Regions from separate parts of the Zea mays genome. Here region 2 is linked to region 1. The links are chromatin contacts, called in public Hi-C maps. All regions are on one chromosome and are shown on one strand. The core of a region is the stretch at or near the end of the contact, and the rest is flanking DNA. Distances in the headings are between cores, read along the strand shown.

Evidence for each region. Hi-C and Micro-C count contacts between places; a contact is called where the count stands out from the background.
Region 2: a Hi-C map of leaf shows a contact between it and region 1, with 3 times the contacts expected there. The contact joins the promoter of LOC100281946 here to the promoter of LOC100274448 in region 1. A contact is called at or near these places in 8 of 25 Hi-C or Micro-C datasets (bundle sheath, ear, endosperm and 3 more).

What each region holds. Positions count from the first base shown.
Region 1 is chr6:106,228,065-106,232,535 of Zm-B73-REFERENCE-NAM-5.0, reverse strand. It overlaps LOC100274448 (putative serine peptidase S28 family protein), which reads right to left and starts at 2,684. Exons shown (of 10, transcript NM_001148807.1): 1 at 2,057-2,684; 2 at 1,277-1,457; 3 at 1,021-1,154; 4 at 268-380; 5 at 1-11. The coding sequence starts at 2,557.
Region 2 is chr6:106,439,593-106,444,063 of Zm-B73-REFERENCE-NAM-5.0, reverse strand. It overlaps LOC100281946 (phytosulfokine receptor), which reads left to right and starts at 2,314. Exons shown (of 10, transcript NM_001371803.1): 1 at 2,314-2,581; 2 at 3,051-3,215; 3 at 3,328-3,581; 4 at 3,695-3,827; 5 at 3,939-4,002; 6 at 4,140-4,236; 7 at 4,356-4,458. The coding sequence starts at 2,425.

The sequences.
Region 1 (4,471 bases), core at 1,435-3,934:
ACTTCACAGTCCTGAAATTTTGAGGAGTAACAAAAAAAACAATTTGAGCCGTACTGTATTTAAGGTATTCTTGTAATGATGATTAAACACGCATGATGTACTGTTTTTTTGTTCTTATCAATGCCTTGATTACTGCCTGCAACTTGCAAGTCATCTCGTTTCTTGCCTAAATGTTCACTCCACGCGACGCGACGCAACCCATTAATCAAGCATCACTCGCAGGCAGTATCTATGAAACCAAGTACTAGTTCAGCTTGACGAGCTTACTTGCAGGCTCTGAAGAGTTTGCTGAGGTCCAGGAGCCCTTTGTCTGTGGCCCCCCTCTCATCCAGGACGTCCCAGGCTGCCCTGATGACACCGAAGCAGTTGGAGCTCTCGGACTGCAAGCATCGATCGGTCGCAAGCTACTGTCAGTCAAAGTCTCAAGCTTCAGTGTGACAGAGAAATGGTACTTTGCTGCAAACATCTCAAGCTCTTCCTCCTCTTCTTCTTCTTTTTTTATTTAGAAAAGCACTCAGGTGTTTGAGAACAAAAGAAGAGTTCTCTGAACCGCAATGCGAGTTTTCAAGTCGACCGAGGCGAGATTTTCAAGCACCTGTTGCTAGTAACATTGAGAGCCTGATCAGTTCTAATAAAGGCACAGGTTAAGTATGGCAGTCGAGGTTATAATAACACACTGAACTGTCACTGTCAGTCTTGGCTCGTGAGGACCTGGTCCAGCTGCATTGCATTATTTGCATGTACTACCATTTCAATCATAGAATTAGTTTTGCTGTTCGTGAGCAGTGCAGGGACAAGTGAGGAGGAAGGTGTCAAATTGCAGGTGCAGCTAACCAACTGAAAACGCTGAGCGCTCACTGGTCCTCCAGACCCCTGAAAGACATGCTAACCGATGTGTCCTTACTACATGATATTGGTTCAGAGCCCACACCGGCAAGCAGAGCTGGGCAACACAGGTCAGAAGCTGTGGGGTTTGGAAGCTGCCACTGATGACACTGAAGTGCTCCATAATTTTGTTACCTTGAAGTCCTGCGAGACGGCGTCGTAGAAGCTGCTCCACGGCGTTATGTGGTCGAACTGCAGGATCGGCGCGGAGGAAGCTAGGGCACCAATGGCGACGTGGGGGTACTTGAGCCTGAACCAGGAAGCCAGCACTGCAAACGAAAACAACGAGCATGAAGCATCATCAGTGGAGCACACAACCTGCTGCTTGTCATGTTCCCCTTGTAGTCGTACAACTGTACAAGCAGCACATGCTCGACGGCCGACGACTTACTTCCGCCGTAGGAGCCGCCGAAGACGACGACGGGAGCGGCCTCGGCGCCGAGGTCCCGCTTCAGGCCCCTGATGACGACGGCGAAGTCGGCCAGCGCCTGCGTGGACGTGAGGTAGCCCAGCGTCTCGGCCGACCTGTACGAGTCGTTCCCGAACGGCTTCGACTCCCCGTAGAACCGGTGCTGTTCGTCGGTGGCAGACAGGCAATGGAAGAAAGAAACGGTTTCGTCAGTGGTGGCAGAGCCAGAGGCAAGCGCGCGCGCGGTAGGTTTCAGACAAGCTGGGAAACTAGTGGTCGAGTGATGCAGCTAGCTGTGATTTTTCACCCTTTCTTTTTCTGCGACGTTTCTTTCTTTCCTCTCCTCTTCTTCCAGCTAGCTCCTTGTATATGCGATGCGAGTTTGCGACAAAGCAACGTCAGCGTCAGCAAAGAACATGTCGGTCAGTGATACCGACAGCGAAACGTTAGTCTTGGGTAGATGTGGAGCAGAAGATTTTTTTTTCCCCCGTTGGTTTGACTTGTGTTAGTATCTTGATAGCATTCAGAGTTTCAGACATCATTGGACCGGCAGCTCAAAACGCTCGCGAAGAAAATTGCATGCCCATGGTGGCTAATTCATCTAAGATTACGCGAGTTTCTATGCTACGGTCTCTTCTGGTAGGAGGTATATATAGGATTCTTCTCCTCCGGCTCCCGTGGAGTGGAGGAGCCGGCCGCTCCAGCTCATCCGGAGTAAGCAAGCAACCACGATTACTTACTTACTGGTATATATATACGTACCTCGATGAAGACGAGGAGGGCGCCGAACGTGGGCGCGATGTCGAACATGAACCCGGTGTTGGTGGCGAACCACTCGATGTCGCCCTCGTTGCCCGTGTACACGAACAGCGGGCCGGGGCCGTCGTCGCCGGCGCCGGCGCCGGGCCGGCGCCAGAAGGTGTCGTTGAGGAGGTACTTGTGGCGGAAGACCGTGGACGCGTTGGGCGTGAAGGCGAAGTGGTCGAGCAGCTGCGGGAAGTAGTGCGCCGTGAAGGGCTTGGTCGACGCGTTGGCGGGCCCGGCGACGAGCTCGGCGCTGCTGCTGCTCGGGCGCCGCAGCTGGTGGCGCTTCAGCAGCGGCGGCGTGAAGGCAGGCCGTGGGTTGGAGTTGGAGGACGGGCGCGCTGCTGAGTCGGCTGGGAGCGAGTAGGCCGCGAGGAGGAGCACGAGCAGGAGAGGCAGGAGGAGGGAGCGGGCCGGCGGTGGACCGGCTGACGAGGGCCGGGCATCTGGCGCCGCCATTCTCTCTGTCTGTCTCTCTGTCGTCACTCTTGGTGGTGGAAGGGGAGGCGGGAGGAAGGCGCACGGGCGGGTCAGTCAGACGAATATGCGTCGTTAAATTTCTGACGACGATTTTTGTCTCGGTGGCAGACACTGAGACACGACACGAGCCAAGTTTGGTCTTTGGTGTGGCAACTAGCTTTGTTTGCGGACGGACGGTCTTATGCACGAAAACGGCTGTCAACCGCCGCCTTCAAATCGAAATGATTCCATGCGTATGTATGTAGGTATGCTTTGCGCCTTGCTTTTTCTAAAAGGGTTTAGGGTGTAGCACTACCACAGAACCAAAGTGCTCCAGCATGGCGCGGCGTCCGCGGAGCCATGGGCAGAGGATTGGCCCACACCACCGCTGCCAATGATCCCGACCTCTCATCTATAACAGCAAAAGGGCACAAAGGCTTAGAACAGCGACGCACGAACTGCTCAGCTCAAAGATGATACTCCGACCGAAATCCAAAACCCGCAATATGTTTCTGACATGGTCCTCTCCGTATACATTTGAATAATCAATCCCCGTTTCATGTGAAGACATACAAGACATCCAGACAGACAGGCCGGCTAGCGCTCACACCGCTGCCTGCTGTTGTCGGATACGCACGCTCGTCAGAGCAGCAGCAGCAGCAGCTCCGTCCTCGACTCCCTGTGCCTGGCTCTGCTGCTGGCCTGCAGCCGGCCACCACGTTGTGGCACAGTTCTGGCCACTGACAGTTGACGCACCAGCAGCTGCAGCTGCATCCACCGTCTGAAGGGGTGAAAGGGGGCTCCGGTTGCTGCTGAATCACCAGCGGAGCTGCAAGTTATTACAGTACAAGAGTGTTTAAAAAGTTCTACAGTTTCTCAACCTGTCAACCTGATGATGCATGCGTGCGTCACAAGTGAAATAACTGGATTGGCTTTTTCCCCTTCTAGCTTGTCACCTTCATTTTTTTTCCATAGAACAGATTGTTAACTTGACTGCAACTAGGGGTGGTAATGGGCTCTAGATTTTACACTATACATTTCAAGGATCGAATCGGATTATGATCGGACACTATTCCTATTAATTTTTGAACTAAAATTAATTAAGGGTCATAACTTATTGTGAAGAAATATTTGAATCGTGATCCATTACCACCCCTAACTGAAAACTGCAGTACAGCAATAGTAGCACCTTTAATTATCCTGATGACGTTTGCTGCCAAACCACGTTAGGGAGCGCGGCACATTGTTTCCAGTTTGGGCTGGGCCCAACTCCGAGCGTTCGGGAAACAGTAACCCAGTTCTCAAGCCTTTGAAAGATTCTGGCGTACGATGCCAAATCGTCACGCGATTGAGGCCCGCCCGGCCCGCTGTCGTGTTTGCCGAGGCCGCCTGCTGCTGGCGCTTGCAGCTGGCAACAGGAGGTGATTCAGATGTTTTACTCGTGGGGCTCGGTGCCTGCCACGCGACGGGAAAACACAGGTGCCAGCAATCGCCAACGGAGATGGATTTGTGCTGGCCATCTAGCGCCACAAAATTGCTGCTACTAGAGTAAAAGGACATATGGATATAAAAAGGTGTTTGGTTCGAGAAATAAACTAGTTTATTATCTTCTCGTTGTTTACCTTTTTGTTTGTTGGTTTTATTATAGAATAAAATGAGTTCATTCATCACCACCTCGTTCTGAATAGTTAGTTAGTCGGTTCTAGCATTAGAAATGGGACCATTGCAACAAATTTGATAGATTGATTCGTAATACACCATCTCATTTTGAAAAATGGAGTGGTTTCTCAAACCAAACCAAACACATCGTTTTTAGTAGATCTAGAAACCTGATCCCCAGCGAAGTCGCCAAAAAAATGTGTTGGCGTCGATCTAGGAGTCAAATACTGCAACGAACCACTTGACGGTGCTCTC
Region 2 (4,471 bases), core at 1,065-3,564, 210 kb before region 1:
CTGCAAATTTGTAGTTTTTGGAGATAGCTTGGGGGGGGGGGGTTGGGGTTAAGTGGACCTTTTCTTTTGCAAGAAGTCAAATTTTCCTTTTGAGTCCTGGCCCATGACTACCTGAGTCCACCCTTGGCCCATTAACTAATTTTTTTGCTGGCAAGCCCAGGGATTGAAATCTGGGCTGCACGTATGACAAACGGGGAAGACGATTTCGAAACCTCAGAACGGTTTTTTTTTGGTTCATTCTCAAAGAACCTTTGCACGTCTCTGTTTTTTTTAAATAACAGTAAAATCCACAGAGATCCATTGAATAATGAGGTGTTATCTTCTGGCATGGTTTTTTTTGGGTCCTAATATTTTTTTTCTTCAAATTAATGCCCTTGTGCCTTCGTTTGATTTATACATGTACGTAACATGTGATGTACGATCAGCAGCTAACATGTCATGGAATTCAACAGTTAACCACTTTTTATTTACATGATCTCTCTCGCCGACATCCTGCGCCGCCCATTCCTTGTAAAGGCTCCAGTCGTGTATCACTGCCACTTTTGCACGCCCCCAGCGAGTTACGGACGATTACGTCGAAACAAAGAGAAACGGCCCGTAACTCCCGTCGCAAGCTTCCAGCGCGAGGAGGACGTGGCATTTCGCTTGCAAACGGGATCACCATCACACGAAATAAAAATCTCGATCGATCGGTGGCGCTGCGGCTGAGCTCAGGTCGGCAGGCACTCAGCGGCACAGCACCATTCAGGATGGAAAACGCCGTGCCCACTCGTCCACCGCGCGCGCTCCGAGACGGCGGCAGTCCGGCACGACGTGCACTCGTGAAGAAGCCCGCGGCGACGTGCTGCGGCTACCGCTCCTGTACCCGTGACGCGCCCGCGGCCGGGTGCCGTATGCCGCCCGTAGTAGCCGGCCGGCTCGCATTTGAGGCGTCGTCGGCGCGGCAGCTGGAGAGCGGTACGATCTGGCGAGAGGTCCTCTGGGCTCCGACCTGGCCGTCACGGGACTGTCTCTGTGTGCATGCACCGCGCGCCGGCCGCACCGGTCCAGCTGGTGCGGTTGCGTTGCGCGGCCACGGGTTCAAACCAAAGCAGAGGTTCGGTTGCAAGACACGCATCTGACTGACACACCCCCGCCCGAAACAAAGGGGTTCGGTCCGGAAGACATTAACACAGACAGGATAGAGGATAGGAAAGGAAAAAAGGGCGGTCAAACACGAACGGTACAGGCAGCATCGTCAACAGTCAACACTCGTTTTGTTGGAGCCAGAAACCGCGGCCAAAGTGGCACGTACACGTAGTAGTGCCACGCAGGACAACCCTACCCTACCCAATGGGTAGGTAGAGGAGCCTTCTCGGCTAGCAAAGGAAAAGAGACCCGCCTGCTTTGTCTCGTCTCGTCCAAGAGATCGACAAACATAAAAAAAAGAAAACTGAAAATGCTGATGATGCCGGCAGGACGAGGATGGGGGGCATGGCCCGCATGGGAGGGACACTGCCCAGCCCTCGTGGTGAAAGCTGAAAGCGAGGTCAGCAGCAGACAGCAGGCCAGGCAAGTTGATTCTGATTACTACACCAGTTCACCACACTGGGAGTGGGGGAGCTCGCAGTAGCTGGTTGCTTTCGAGTGCTAAACAACAAGTACGTCCTCCCCTACTGATGGAGTGGGGAATATGTATATGCTCCCTCGCTGTCCCTTTGCACTGAAGTTAAAACAAGTTGTGAGTGGTGACAAACACGACGTGTGGACGTTACTGGACATACGCCTGGACCGATCAGGGGCTTGTACGTACATGCCCTTGCCGCGGTCCTATCTATTCTAAGCCTATGCCAGTATGCCTTCACTCGCTCAGTGCTGTTCTTGTTTCACGCAGCTCAATTGAGCTGACAGGTCAAGAGGGGGGGAGGGCGAGACTGTGGCGAAACGCCAATATGGCCGAGCAAGAAGCCAAGATAGACAGACTGACGTACATGCATGTACCGCTACCGAACAAACAGGGCACACACAACACCACCGTACGACCTCGCAGTCGGCTGTCGGCCTCGTCTCATATTCTTCTTCTCCCGTCTAGTCTCCCTCCCGGTCCGTCCTATTCCAATTCCATAACCACCGCACATGGCCGCCTCACACTCCCGAGCGGGCCCCTTGCTGCCAGTGTCTCTCCCTCCTGCTCCCCCGAACGAAAGCGCCCAGCACCAGCAGCTCAACTGTTCTGCACTGCACACAGCGTTGCCATTGCCATACCAGACCAGAGACAGAGACCCTTAAAAAGAGAGAGACAGAGAGAGAGAGAGGAGCCAGCTCCGTCTCTCTCGCGCTCGCTCCTGGTCTCGTGGCCTTGTTGTTCCGTGCCCAATTCCAGTTCCAGGGGTATAGGAGCAGGATCTCCTCTCGCGAACAACCCAGTAAACAACTCCGCACAGCATGAGGCCACCGCCACCTCCATTGCCGTCCCTGCGCTCTTCCGTCTTGGTCCTCGTCCTGCTGCCGCTGCTGGCCGCGTGCTCGTCCCCGGCCAGTGGGAGGGCCGTGCCGTTGTCTCCTGGGACCGCCTCCGTTGCTCCCGCGCCGCCTCCCGTCGGTAGGTTATCGGTGGTGTCAGGGAACAGACGTTTCTGGTTTCTTGGTTCTATTTTTTCTTTTTTTCTTTTTTGGGGGAGAGCAGCTCCAGTGGAAGCCGCTGTCTGTCTCTTCTGAAAATGGCCAAAAAGAGCATTGCATTGGTTCTACTATCCACAGCCCGTTTTCTTTCGCAGTTTGCTCAAGGAAATTTACTGGAGAAATGTTCTTTCCACGAAAACAAAAAAAAAGGGTTGCAGTTTGGGATCTTGCGCTTCGTTAAAATTAGAGATAGACGACAGAGGACCGTCGCGGGAAATTATCCGCGTTTAATTGGTGTGGTGCACCAAGTCTGCTATTCCGTTCCGCTTGACGGTTTCAGTTGAAAAATCTGTTTTTTTTCCCACGCACAAAAGCAGTAACCGTGTGGTGTGGACTGTGGAGTCAGCTGGGAATTGTCGTCTCCTGACGAGCCCGTTTCCCCTCTGCAGTGATCATAGTGGAGCGGCGCAATCGTTTCCACCGGGAGCTAGTCGTCGCCTCCGCCCTCGCCTCCATCGCCATCGCCGCGATTATCCTTTCCGCGCTGTACGCGTGGGTCCTGTGGCGGCGGTCTCGCCGGCTGCCCCGCGGCAATAAGGGCGCCAGGAGCGCAGGTCTCTTGGCTCTACTTCTCTCTGGACTGCGCATCGCATCGCATCGGCTGGCCGCTGGCTCTCAACTCAATTGCTCATGGCCCGCTCACCTACGTACGTACGTTGCGCGCAGACACCGCGAGGGGGATCATGCTGGCGCCGATCCTCAGCAAGTTCAACTCGCTCAAGACGAGCAGGAAGGGGGTTGTGGCGATGGCGATGATCGAGTACCCGTCGCTGGAGGCGGCGACAGGGAAGTTCAGCGCGAGCAACGTGCTCGGTGTCGGCGGCTTCGGTTGCGTCTACAAGGCAGTTTTCGATGGCGGTGTCGCCGCGGCGGTCAAGAGGCTGGAAGCAGGCGGCCCTGAATGCGAGAAGGAATTCGAGGTGAGTGTCAGTCAATTCTTCTCCATTGGCCATTGCCGACGAGGGGGGGGGGGGGGGGGGGGGGGGGATTATTTGTTCTTGTCCCTGACTACTTCGGCTGTGGTTGTTGGCAGAATGAGCTGGATTTGCTCGGCAGGATTCGGCACCCCAACATTGTGACCCTGCTGGGCTTTTGTGTTCACGAGGGGAATCACTACATTGTTTATGAGCTCATGCACAAGGGATCCCTGGACACACAGCTGCATGGTATGGTAGTTGGTAGCCTCCTATATGGTTCCTCTTGTTTTGCTTATGGATGCAGCTCTTTCTTGAGATCTTCATACTGGGACCTTTTCATGTGTGGCTGGCTGTCTTCAGGGGCTTCACGTGGATCAGCCCTGAGCTGGCATGTCCGGATGAAGATCGCACTCGACATGGCCAGGTTCTTATGATCTTATCCCTGCACTTTCCTTCAAATGAGTGAATGGGCGACGAATTTTAAATTGAAGTGCTGATGATTGGCCCGGCCGGCTAGTAGTTTATATTTTATAACATGCATTGGTAACTTAAACTGGACAGGGGGTTAGAGTATCTCCATGAGCACTGCAGTCCACCAGTGATCCATAGGGATCTGAAGTCATCTAACATACTTTTAGATTCTGACTTCAATGCTAAGGTACAATTCCCTTTTTTCCCCCCCTTTAAGGACAGATTGCTATTCATATTGTCTTCTTTTGACGGTGTTGGAGATCAGCTGAATTCGTGAAGTTCGTATCTTTTTGCTCACATGTGCAGATTTCAGATTTTGGTCTTGCAGTGACCAGTGGGAATATTGACAAGGGAAGCATGAAGCTTTCTGGGACTTTAGGTTACGTGGCTCCAGAGTACCTATTAGATGGTATTTGTGTCAG